2 separate regions of the Mus musculus genome follow, and region 1 is linked to region 2. The links are chromatin contacts, called in public Hi-C maps. All regions are on one chromosome and are shown on one strand. Each heading gives the region's core, a stretch centred on a gene start, on an enhancer-like site or on the middle of the called end of the contact. The rest is flanking DNA. Distances are from core to core; before and after follow the strand shown. Region 1 overlaps Phactr1 (phosphatase and actin regulator 1). Region 2 holds the start of Phactr1 (phosphatase and actin regulator 1).

Region 1 (2,998 bases), core at 82-2,581, 79 kb before region 2:
CCTCTTAGGCAGTTAAAGGCAAGCGTGAAGTTTCCTCATTCCTTTTAGGATAGATAGGGCTTGGCACATTACAAGCAAGACAAAACACACACGAAGAGCTTAAGAAAGCTTCTGAGACCTGAGAGGTTCCAAGCCATTTAAGTCAATACTAAAAGGTCACCTAGAAACCACTAAGACACAAGTTGGGGTTTTCTACCTTAACATCTAGCTAATTAGACAACCCAGGCTGGAGATGGATCAATGAGCATCTATTTGGTTTGAAACTGAACAAGGAAAAGAAGTCTGCAACTAGATAATAATCATGGGTAGTGTTGCCCTCTGTCAGGAAATGAACGTACTCTGTGTCTAGCCATATGGAGATTAGATAATCTATCCAGAGTGCTGCCCCCACGTACTTGCCTTTGGGAACTACTGATGAATTATAGAAGAAGAACCCCTAGAAGTCCTTCGTGGAGGAAGAACTGATGACTTACGCCATTCTTCAGAGACGACCTTTCTGAAGAGATCGAAGTGCAGGTTCTGAAAATGGAGCCTTTTGTCCTTCAGGATCACTTGTCCCAGTCTAGAATGACTTGGTCACCACACAAGTTGTCACACCTGAAAAGGGCTGTTACTGGCACAGAGGACCAGAGATGGCAGCGCTGCCTAATTACCTGCAGAGCACAGGACCGTCAGGTCTTCCAATAAATAACTATCCTGCCCTAAATATAACTAGTACCAAAGTTGAGAAGTAGTATGGTATTTTTTAGGATGAGGAGGCAGTAATAGTTTTCCTGTTCCTGTTTCTTAAGACATACTTTACTGAAGACATTTTAAGAACACAAGATGTTGGAATGGAATATCTCTCTCTCACTGAACATGACCTAGTAAAGATCCCAAGGTGGAAAACGCAGAGTTTAATCATGGGGGGAGCTTGAGAGTGACATCACTCAGATACATCTTCATCATCTTTAAGCTTCTGTTTGCCTTCAGTGGCTCTGTCTGCTTTGAAATGTTTTCCTTCATGTATCCCATCTGCCCTTCCTCCTCCTTCAAGGGGACAAGTGGTGGGCCCCAACAGAGTTAATGATTCTTGAAGGGTGGGGCAGTAACATTGTGCCACCCTGCCTCCCACCATTGGCCTCCTATCAGGGCTCATAGCTGGATTAGCCTGCGTGCTTGGTGCAAAGGGGCTAGAGCTCTGTACATCATCAGGTTTGGGAGTGGCAGCCCGTCCACCTTTCAAACAAGCTAGCGCAGAGAAGTCTTACAAGAACGGGACCACATAGAAGCTACACTCATCTGTGCAGAGTAAGAGATGGCAGCATGCCAACAAATAGGCTACACACACAAGCTGGGGAAGAGTGCGCTAATTTGGGCAGCTTGACATTTTCATACCCAGGCTTCCTTCTTGTACTCTGTGGTGATGTGTCTCTTCTTATATAGCCATATACATAAACCTGCCTATTTTCCCATCCCACTCATCTGAGAACAGAGAGTGAATTGTATTAATTTTCTTTCAAAGCAGACGATCAAAACTCAAAGCTTTTGATTACCTTCAAACTGGAATAGAAATGATCTTGGGGGCCAAAGGGCATTGCCCTGGAAAGACTGTCACCACCCCCTGAATATGAAGCTGTGATCAATCCTTGTGTCCTTAACTTTCCAATACTATATAATTCATCAGTCCTGAGACCCTCAGTTCTAATCAGCACTGCGGCCCTTAAAAACTCAGAACACATCCCATAATGGAAGCAACGAAGAAAGCGCTATGCCAGAGTTTAATTGGTTTTGCGTTCTCTGATGGCAGTTAAAACCATGGTACAGTTTCTCCTTGATGACATTTCAGATTCAACGAGATAAAAGCAGATGCTTTTCCAGTTTCTAAACTCAGTCTGATCAGGCAGGTCATCTCTAATTGGTTCTTTTAAAAAATGCATGTACACACATCAGCTCTTTCTCTCTCTTTTTAAACTTGTTCCTATTTTTGCCCAATTATATATTCCATTTACGAGCACATAAAAATGATTAATTTTGAGCGTGGCTTGGCTTTTTGTTCTCCAGACTGTTCTTTTCTTTTTACTTTCACACTATCAGGAATTGCTAATGACGACTCCGGCTTATGAGGGCTAAACGTCTTTATTTATTTTAATAAGTTTTGGGGCTGAGAATAAAAGCCAAGGTTCAAATCAAATCGGTGTCTTTGGCATTAACTGCCTTTACAAGCTTGATAGCAGTTACTTGAGTTAATCTACTTTAATATATAGTTCAATTTCCCTACAATCCAAAGGTCTGTGCAGAACGAAATTATCATACCAGAACCCAGGAAATATATTTTCTGGATGTAATTATGTAAATTTGAATTCAGTGGTGCTGTGCACAGTGGTGTTAATAGTGCCCACGGGCTATCAGATGATGGCAGCTGCCAACACTTTGTTCAGTTATGTCTCAGGACAGGAGTCAACTCCTGACCTGGGTAAGCTAAGATTCTAACTGACAGGCTGTAACAGGATCCTCTCCTCCTACTCCAGGATTCCAGGGAGGAGACAAGACAGGGATTTCTTGGGTCAGTGAAGCCCTGTTAAGCACTTCTCATTTGCAAGCAGATTTTCTTGCTTTTTTACCTCGAGTTTCCTTAGTTTAATTTAGTCTCATTAATTCCAACCAAAGCTCCAGATGATCGCCGAGATGCCACACTGCCTCAGCATCCCAGGATTCTGCTAAATGCTTCCTGCCTGAACTTCCAAAGATGTCTCAGCTTCTTCCTTGCAATTAATTCCTCCTCCTGCTGTCCCCGCCCTGGCATAGCTGTCAGCCGAGCAGCGAGGAACTTCTGTTCTTTTTTTTTATTTTTATCCGGATGCATGAACCTTTATAGTCTCTGCATGGCCCCCTCTGAACTTGCTCTAGTTGGCTTCTGTTCCGTTGCCAGTGAAATGACCCAGCCACACATGGTTGGATTGGTGAACTGCTGACCATGAAGATTCCAACAGAGCACAGAGCATCAATTCTGCTGAGT
Region 2 (3,481 bases), core at 795-3,294:
GCAGCCTGAGGGTGAGGCCCCCCCCTCTTCTCCCTTTGTTACCTTGAGCTCCTTGACTGTAGAAGAACCTCTGCGCCGACTCCACATCCAAGAGTCTGTGAGCAGACTCAACGTCCAGAAAATAATCCATTTTGGGATAATCCATCTTCAATGTTCAGAACAGGATTTTGAGAGAAGGCAATCACTTAGCTCTCTATAAAGGGGGAAGGGGAGAAAGACACAGTATTTCAGGATGTCAAGTATGTGTATTCCTTAATTTAAATGAGAGTACGCCATTATCATATTCCAACATTTGACTGACATTTCTAATGTCAAAGCCCCCACTGCCAGAGACTTTGTATTGCATGAGAAGATCCAACCTTTAGTTAACACCAATTTAAAATAATATATTCTGCCTGCAAAAATTAAAATGATTCACGTTAAAGAGGAATAACATACTGTTCTTTCCTTGCTGTATATTATCTGACAAAAGGTATACTTTTAAATTCATGTACCTCTAGTTTTTAAAAGTCTGCCCGATAAAAGGCATTGGAAAGTATCACCCTACCTGCAAGTTGCTCTTCAATTGATCCAGGGGTGTCTGGTGTCCCCTCTAGTAGAAAGCATCCCCTGGGAATCCGATCCTCCTCTCATAGACACTTTGCAATATAGGCTGGCTTGTTTGCTGTACAAGTGCCTTGAATTCCTTAGTCTTCAGCCATTCCCTTCAGCACATTCTATACAGTGCTACTGGCTCATCTGCCCATGCCCGGTATAGGCTGTTTTTGATACAGAACCGTGGTTCGTGCAGCAGCGGCAAACATCACAGCCTTGCCGTGTTTCCTATAGCATGCACTAGCCTGGCATGAAAACCAGCCAGCCCCTTCTCACGGAGCCCATGCAGTTACCCCTGATACTGGCACAGAAGATCTATCTCTATTTCTGCACTATTATATTTCAAAGGAGGAACAAGAGGAAGTCTTTAAAAATCAGATTCTGAAGGCTAAAGCAATCACTTGCTTCCTAAGTCTGCACACTCTCATCTGAGAAACCAAGTCTGATAAGAGGAAACTTTAAAAAAAAAAAATAGCCAAAGGTACCCCAACAGCAAAGAATACTTACTGTAAAAACATGTAAAACCAAGGGCCGTCGATAGAACAAATGAGCAGTTTCAACCAGCTGCCTTCGATCTTATTAAATATTCCCAGCGAAAGTAAACAGTTTTGATTATCTGATTAGATCAGTGATGAATAATGTATTCTGTCCACTGGACTTTCTCTATCAGATAAAATGGCCAGAACAGGTTACCTTAGCAACCGAAGGTGACGCCAGTTCCAGCCTCTCCACGCCCTCCTCTGCGAAGGAAGGAAATTACCACTTTCCCATGTAAAACTTTGGCAGGGAACCATCAAAATCTACATGAAGATTTTGCATCATCCAGGGCCATTCACAGTCTACTCTCCCACCTCTTAAAGCGGAGATCTCACCGGTTATTTAAAAATCAGAATTTCTGCTTTAATAATCTATTTTTGCGATCTCAAATCCCAGTCTGCTTTGCAGTAAGAACAAAATACATGGTAAATGATTAAACAGTGGGGAGGTCTGTAGTGTTTAGACCATGTTGGAGCACCTGTCTCTATCTTTCTGCTGAATGGGGTAGGGTGATGGAGAAAGGCTATTTAACTGGCAATATAGTATGTTCAGTGAACATTCCCATTATAATTAATACACAAAAACAGTCACCGGCACCTAGGCTGAAAATAACTCTTTCCTTCTGTCCCTAGAAACAGCTTAAAAGCTGTCTGAAATTTCCCATATTTTGAAAGCCGCATTATAACGCAGACCCTCTGGGAGACAACCCCTACCTAGCCCACCCAAGGCAACACAGCCAGAAAGACGCACGAAGGGAAGAATTCTCAAAGTTAGGGGATACTCACCAGCACTTGTGCCCCCTTCAACAGGACGCTGTCAGTGAGCGGCGGGCAAGCTGAGCAGGGCTGCTGAGCCTGTGAGCCCAAATGAACAGCTTCTAATTTTCCCTTCAATCTCCAGTCAAGAGCACTGGGTGGAGGGGAATGATGGATCTGTCGGGTTTTATATTGTGATGAAATGCCCCCTCCCCCCAAAGCCGGGATCTAAGTGGGGCCGCTCTTTAGAACGCATTAGCCTGCTAATTTAAGAAAATTGAAAGGTTTTGTTTTACCGTCTTTTATGTGTTCTTTTCTGCTACCCCCTCAATTTAATTTGCATTTAAAATGATTCTCCTGTCTCCTAGGCTCTCCAAGGTGTGGAGTACTTGCTAATCCTGAAGGCTGCTCCTGGTAGGATAGGGTTTGGTGCCCTGCCATTTCCTTCTGAGCTGCCAAACAAGGTGGGCAATTAAAAGTGCGAGCTACATTCTGGAGAGAAATACAGAAGGCTTTCACTCTCCCTCTTTTTGTCTGTGCATGGTCAGATCTTCAAAATGCCCAAATGCTCTCTTCTTTCCTGAATGCAACAGATTTATTATCTCCACAGCAAAAAAGATGCTTTGGTTGTGTCCCTCACATTAGCCTGGTATGAGATCCTCTTACTGCTCCCCAGGAAGGACTTGTAAGCATGAGACTTTGAGATATGTTCTTAAAGCTGTAATGTTAATCCAGCCATGCCCCCGTATGTGTTTTCTGTAACCTTCTTCCACCTTGTATGGACCAAGCAGAAGTGATGATTAGTACAGGGTAGTGGGTAGCATCAGGATAGGATGTTAATACAAGAGAAGCCATGCTTGCTTGCAAGGACTTGGAAGGAAGATCAGACTCCTCTTGCCCATGTCCATAGCTCAGCCAGAGGACAAGTGCTAGAGAGTGACTGACAACTGACTTTGAAAATTGTCCTTTCCTTTCCCATTCTACCTTGCCTTTGGTGGGTTAAGGGGTTGTCTCCGAAAAGAGAAATCAGGGAATGCCTTGCTGACTATCTTGTGGGTCAATAATAGGGTGGGCTCTCCCCTTCCATCAGAGAAAACCGGGTACCAAGTTAGTGCTATAGAGAGATCAGCCTCGTGGGAGACCTAAATGTAATGATCAATCAGAAAGGCCTTGTAGAGAAGGCAGCTTGGTCTCTGAATGTGCAAAGCTTTGCTCAGACCCCAGGCCTTTGAGCTTTAAGGTTGCATTGCTATTCAGCCCTCAATAGAGACAGGTGAACACTTGACATTTACAAGAAGAGAAAGCTGTCTTCTGGTTCTTTTCACTTACAGTAGGGTGTGGGCGACAGGTTCTAACCCTCTATTGTGCTTCTACTGGAATTATAATGACTCATAGGTGACAGAGAGAGACACAGGGGGAGGGGGAGTGGAGAGAGAAAGGAGAGAAACAGAGAGAAAGGGGAGAAAGGGAGATTAAGTTGAAAAACATCAGATACTCTGTTAAGTGCAAATGAGCCTGGGATGGAAGATGATGCTAAATAGGACATTTGAAAAATAGATTGTGTTCCTGGAACTGAGAGTGGGTTTGGAATTCAA

What was found. Hi-C and Micro-C count contacts between places; a contact is called where the count stands out from the background.
Region 1: a contact with region 2 is called in a Hi-C map of forebrain, with 2.3 times the contacts expected there. The contact joins the enhancer-like site here to the promoter of Phactr1 in region 2. A contact is called at or near these places in 13 of 39 promoter capture datasets (the 3T3-L1 cell line, cranial neural crest, embryonic stem cells and 8 more), 9 of 484 Hi-C or Micro-C datasets (brain, cerebral cortex, cortical neurons and 3 more), 5 of 115 datasets of contacts at active chromatin or transcription factors (a beta-TC-6 cell line, embryonic basal ganglia, embryonic forebrain and 2 more) and 4 of 9 other capture datasets (adipose tissue, embryonic stem cells, liver and 1 more).

What each region holds. Positions count from the first base shown.
Region 1 is chr13:42,757,679-42,760,676 of GRCm38.p6, reverse strand. The region is part of intron 3 of Phactr1 (phosphatase and actin regulator 1); the gene reads right to left. Among named protein-coding and RNA genes, the nearest start is that of Phactr1, 78 kb to the right of the region's middle. Within about 2 kb of position 1,331, at least 12 of the 459 cell types and tissues checked have an H3K27ac peak or open chromatin away from gene starts, as enhancers often do. A contact at or near this core is called in cerebral cortex, forebrain and second pharyngeal arch cranial neural crest, where this site is marked.
Region 2 is chr13:42,679,362-42,682,842 of GRCm38.p6, reverse strand. It overlaps Phactr1 (phosphatase and actin regulator 1), which reads right to left and starts at 2,044. Exons shown (of 14, transcript NM_001302635.1): 1 at 1,917-2,044; 2 at 43-193. The coding sequence starts at 145.